Regions from separate parts of the Mus musculus genome. Here region 1 is linked to region 2. Evidence: chromatin contacts called from public HiChIP or PLAC-seq data. All regions are on one chromosome and are shown on one strand. The core of a region is the stretch at or near the end of the contact, and the rest is flanking DNA. Distances in the headings are between cores, read along the strand shown. Region 1 has its middle 15 kb from the start of Gm51018. Region 2 overlaps Ank2 (ankyrin 2, brain).

What was found. HiChIP or PLAC-seq counts read pairs in DNA pulled down with a chosen protein or histone mark.
Region 1: an H3K27ac HiChIP or PLAC-seq map of epiblast stem cells shows a contact between it and region 2. The contact joins two enhancer-like sites. A contact is called at or near these places in 21 of 39 promoter capture datasets (the 3T3-L1 cell line, 3T3-L1-derived adipocytes, the C10 cell line and 14 more), 7 of 15 datasets of contacts at CTCF or cohesin (CD8 T cells, the G1E-ER4 cell line, the NIH/3T3 cell line and 3 more), 133 of 484 Hi-C or Micro-C datasets (8-cell embryo, the AML12 cell line, the AtT-20 cell line and 68 more), 23 of 115 datasets of contacts at active chromatin or transcription factors (astrocytes, cardiomyocytes, differentiating embryonic stem cells and 8 more) and 1 of 9 other capture datasets (embryonic stem cells).

What each region holds. Positions count from the first base shown.
Region 1 is chr3:127,529,175-127,531,874 of GRCm38.p6, reverse strand. No RefSeq gene overlaps it. Among named protein-coding and RNA genes, the nearest start is that of Gm51018, 15 kb to the left of the region's middle. Within about 2 kb of position 1,449, at least 24 of the 459 cell types and tissues checked have an H3K27ac peak or open chromatin away from gene starts, as enhancers often do. A contact at or near this core is called in differentiating embryonic stem cells, epiblast stem cells, extraembryonic ectoderm and 4 more, where this site is marked.
Region 2 is chr3:127,457,263-127,460,058 of GRCm38.p6, reverse strand. All of the region lies in intron 1 of Ank2 (ankyrin 2, brain), which reads left to right. Among named protein-coding and RNA genes, the nearest start is that of Gm35535, 12 kb to the left of the region's middle. Within about 2 kb of position 1,523, at least 45 of the 459 cell types and tissues checked have an H3K27ac peak or open chromatin away from gene starts, as enhancers often do. A contact at or near this core is called in differentiating embryonic stem cells, epiblast stem cells, extraembryonic ectoderm and 4 more, where this site is marked.

The DNA of each region.
Region 1 (2,700 bases), core at 200-2,699, 72 kb before region 2:
CAGCATAACACAAAAGACAACTCAGGAGCCCAAATACACTCGTAGGTTCATTTATGACATTTTTACTTTATTTTATTTGGAGAATCTCATGTATCCCAGGCTGTCCTGAAACTTGTTAGGAAGCCAAGGATAGCCTTGAACTTCTGCTCTGCCTGCCTCCACCTCTGGAGTACTGGGGTTGTAGGTGTGCACATCACACCAGGTTTTAAATGGTATTTGGGATCAAACCCGGGCCTTTATTCATGCTAAGCAAGTATTCAACTAACTGAGCTTCTTTCAGCCATTACTTTAGAAAATTTTAATATGTATAAGTTCATGATATTAAATATCTTTCATCCTTTAAACTTCCTTTTGTGTTTTTTTAAGTGGCAAATTAAAAGTAGGCCAAATAGACTCAATCTGTCTCTCTCTCTGTCTCTGTCTCTGTCTCTCTGTCTCTCTCTCTCTTTTCTCTCTGACGCAGAATCTTGCTAGCCAGGCTGACTCTGAACATGAAAATTTCCTGCTTCAGCTTTCCACCACATAGGCATGAGACCACTGTACCAGTTGAGAAGATTAAGTCTTTAAGCCCAGCAGAGCCAGTTTCCCACCATCATTAGAAACAGTTTTCTGTTCCTAAAGCTGGACACCAATGGATAAAAGGTCAAGTAGTGAAAAATGCATATATTCAAATCCACAGCTTCACTCTAGAGGGCATTGACGTTCACACCCAGAGAAGATGCCAGACTGAAAAAGGCGTGTTTTCACCTCTCCATCAAGTAGCCTCTTTCTCTCTTTCTTTCTTCTCTCTCTCTCTTTCTCTGTTTTTTTTTTTTTTTTTTTTTTTTCTTTTTTCAAGACAGGGATTCTCTGTGTAGCCCTGGCTGTCCTGGAACTCACTTTGGAGACCAGACTGGCCTTGAACTCAGAAACCCACCTGCCTCTGCCCAGTGTTGGGATTAAAGGCGTGCACCACCACTGCCCGGCTTTTTTTTTTTTTTTTTTTTTGGTAAGTAGACTATTTCTGATGCCAACTAAACTGTCACCCTTTCCCTCATCCCTCCTGTGTCTCCACGTTCCTTCCTTCTGCTCTGTCTTTGTGAGCACCACGAAGTTTGTTAGTTAAAGTCAGTGTGTATGTGTTGTGACTCTGTCGTAGTGTTTGGTTCCCTTTGCCCACAAAAGCCTGGCATTGATGAGAACAAAGACACATAAATGTCGCTAGGGAAGAAACTAAATGACCTTCTCTGGCTTTATCTACAATGAAATCTTTACACTTCTCTCTCTCCATTTCAGTTACTCACTCTCAGTCCTTATCTCTCAGTGCTTATTAGCACTTTGTCCCCAGATCAACAAGCATGCTGTACTAAACACATGGACTCTGGGTTTTAAGACTTTCCTGTCTCCAACTCCTGGTCCCTGGCAGGTTTCACTTTGTACTCAATCACTCCCGGGGCTATCAAGCCCTGGCAGGATCCCTGCAGGGATTTGTTATGCATCAGCTTTGTTCTTGTAGTCAATTCACTCTCGGATTCCTGAGCTATGTGGCTCTGCAATTAACTAAGGGTCATTATAACGGCTTCTTACAATTGTCAATTTTTTTCTTTGTTTCTCGAGATATGAAATGTTAAAAATGAAAAAGAAAAGAAAAAGAAGAATACAGAGTGGATACTTCACAGTATAGCACCTTGTTTCCTCCTTGGTTTGTATCAAGATTTTTAGAGCAATAGCTCTAAACTTTAACTACATCCAACTTTAGCTTCATCATGCTGTAGTTAAAGATCAGGCAGCTTAGGAGCAAGAAAGAGTTTAGCAAGTCCTGCAGGTGGACTCCCAGTACTTATATCAGGCGGCCCACAGCCACCCATAACCCTGCGTCTGTGAGGTATGATACCCACTTCTGGTCTCTGTGGACCCGGAGGGGTGTGTGTGTGTGTGTGTGAGTGTGTGTGTGTATGTGTGTGTGTGTGTGTGTGTGTGTGTGTGTGTGTGTGTGTGTATGTGTGTGTGTGTGTGTATGTGTGTGTGTGGCGATGTATATATGTGTGTATGAGTGTGTGTGTGTATGTATGTAGGTATGTGGAGATACATATGTGTGTGTGTATGTGTGTGGAGATGATGTATATGTGTGTGTATATGTGTGTGTGAGAGTGTGTGTGTGTGTATGTATGTATGTATGTGGAGATGATGTACATATGTGTGTATGTCAGTGTGTGCGTGTATGTGTGTAGAGATGTTCATATGTGTGTGTATGTGTTTATCTTTGAGTATATATATATGTATATATATATATAACTTATGAGAATATATATAACATACTAAACATAAACATAGACACATAATCACACATACACACTCACACATAATTTTTGAGAACAAGAATGCCACGTGATTGTAGATGCAGTTGTCCTCTTTGTAGCTCAGGGAACATGAGAAAAGCTCTAAGAAACCCAGGCTTCTCCGGTTGGACCGATCCTGAGTGGAACAGTTTACATCTCAGTACAAACTGAACAGGATATTACTTCCCATCAACAGAAGAATTTTTTTCAAGAAAGGCTAAGCTAATTCTATGGCAAGAGTTACTTTCTAGCATAAATAATTTACATTAGAATCATTTCCCACTGTGATGTTGAGGTAAATAGGACAGAGCTATGGCAGCACACTAAGTAGAAAACACAGCAGAAGGAAGACATGATCGTACAAACAATTACATCTGTTTCA
Region 2 (2,796 bases), core at 274-2,773:
TGGTGTGAGCCCCCTCCACCCTTAGCATATCTCTGGGTGCATTCCTGTCCCTTGGGAGTCCGTTCCTTTTACCCCCCCCTCCCCCACCGCCACTTAATCCTTCCCATCCTTTGGTACCTAACTTAATCCTGGCCCCACAAACTTTTCACTAACATTTCCTGGCCATACTGTGCTGCTATCTTCCTTCCTTGAGCTTTAGTGAGGTTAGCCACAAAGAGTCCTAGAGTCACCAATCTGGCAGCCCTGTAAGCCCTTTCTAGTCTAAGCTTTCCAGTTTGCATATACAGCTCATCCCTTAACTCCCGTCTGATTCAGGACCAGGCAACCACGTTTTTGCATTCTCATGACAAAGGGCTTGGTCTGGTGGCTAACTCAGAGGTAGAGTGATTTATAACCAGGGTCAGCCTTTCTTCATTCATGGCCGGACATTAGAATATGCCTTCCTCTCTGCTTATTTGGTTGCCTTCCATATTTCTGGGGGTTTTGTTGTTGTTTGGGGGGTTGTTTTGTTTTTGTTGTTATTTGTGGTTTTGTTGTTCTTGAGACGAGATGGGGGTTTCTTTGTGTAGCCCTAGCTGTCCTAGAACTTGCTCTGTAGATCAGGCTGGCCTTGAACACATCTGCCTCTGTCTCCCGAGCGCAGGGACTAAAGGTGTGAGCCACCAAGGTCCATTCACGATGCTAGCTAATTATTGACTTATTTATGTACTTATTGCAGTGCCGGGAATTGAACTCAACACCTCAGAGTTGCTTTGCAAGCACTCTACCAGTAAGCTAAACTCACCACCCTGTCTTCCATATTCAAACCTTTGCACTTCCCATTGCCACAGTCCCATGGAGGGAGCGGCCGGCTTAGCTCCAGGTAGCAGGGACAGGATCCAAGCTATGTGGTACAGCACTTGAACTCCGGGTTTTATTGCCTGCTGCCTTCCTCGTTCTATTTCTGCCCTCTGTCCTGTCCTTCGTTATCGCCTGGGTGTAGTTAGGAGTGCGTTTTAAATGGTCACCGGTTCTCTGTTCCCTTAGACGGGTGACCCTCCTCTGCCTGGAAGGGTAATTACACCCCACTTAGAACAGTTTCCTCGCCTCATGGCCACAGCCTCTCTGTGGCCCATTTATTCGTTGATTGCTAAAACCTTTCCTGGTTCAAAATGTCTCCCGCCAATGTAAAACTTCATGCCAGTCGAGAGAGCAGAAGCAGATGACACACAGTTGGTAGGCAGATCCAGGTCCGTTTTTCTTGTTTGGGGGAATTCTTTATTTGGAGGGAGCTGCATAACGTTAGTTTCATATAAAACTAGCTTCAGTCAAGAAAAACACTACACCCTGAGCCTGCTTTCCTTTGGAGAAACTCCCCTACACTCACCCAGTAGGACCAATCCACTTCAGCTCCTTAGCCTCAGGACCTGTGACCCTGCCACAGTGTACCGAGTTTACAACCCCTGCCCTAAAGGTGCCGGCCCCCTAACTGGCCAAACAGGGACCTGGTATAAAAGAGAGATAACCGGAGGGATGAAATAGACGCAATGATAACATCAGTGGCGCCAAGAGACAGAGACTGTGAAACAGGAAGGAGGAGGAGGGTTCTTGGAGTTTGTAATCTTGAAAGTAAAGGGGAGAAAAAACAGTCTCTTGCTCTTATCCAGTGTATTGTAAAAGAGCCAATGTATCCAACCACAGTTTACTGACATGCCAGAGATTTCCAGAACGAAGGCTCAAAGACCAGGGAAGCCCTTTTATTTTCTGTATCGCTCATAGTGAGGAAGAGTGACAGAGGGAGAGGGGGATGGTTGGCCGAGGTAGGGATCTGGCCCCATGGCCCTAAGTGGAGGTAATGCAGTAAGACCTGTCTGTTTAGATTCTTTTCCTCTTTGTGTGAGCCATGACTCCCTTGGAAAATAGGCAGCCACATTTCTCATGAGGATTTTACTGAGTGAGAGACACTTTCCCCCCACCCCCCTGCTGTAGTTTTTAGTGTGCTTCAGTTCAAAACACTCAAGGTGCCAAGTCTTTTTTTTTTTTTTTTTTTAAAGATTTTTATTTATTTGTTATATATAAGTACACTGTGGCTGTTTCCAGATACACCAGAAGGGGGCATCCGATCTCATTACTCTCATTACAGATGGTTGTGAGCCACCATGTGGTTGCTGGGATTTGAGCTCAGGACCTTCGCAAGAGCAGTCAGTGCTCTTAACCTCTGAGCCATCTCTCCAGCCCAAGGTGCCAAGTCTTGATCATGTCCTGTACCCCATCAAATAAATAGTAAAGATGAGCCAGACATTGCAAGGCCTGTAATCCTAGCTTTCGGAAGACCAAGGCAGGAAGATTGCCGTGGACTTGAGGCCAGATGTACATAAGGAATTCCAAGCCAGCCTGGGCTACAGAGTGAGACTCTGCCCCCTCCAGCCAAACAAAACAAAGCAAAGCAAAGCAAAGCAAAACAACACAAAACAAAACAAGCTAAATCCATTAAACACCTAATAAATCAATGGTGCTGTGCACTCCACAGGGTAGAGTTTGAAAGTTTCCTACTTCAGTCCTATGCAGGATATAAAATTATTGCCTCTATTTCACATGAAGGAAAACAGAACCAGGCTGGAAAGACGATAAAGCATTTAAGAAGGGTCTTATAGTTAAAAAAGGACTAGTGGCTTTGACTTGCACACTCTTAACTCCAAAACCTGTGCTTTAAGGGACTAACCTACTTTGTGAATGGAAAAGTTGAGCATTAGAGATGAGAACTGGCTTACTCAGGATCACCACTGTTTATCAGAGTGCTGGAGTGAGGCCCAGGCC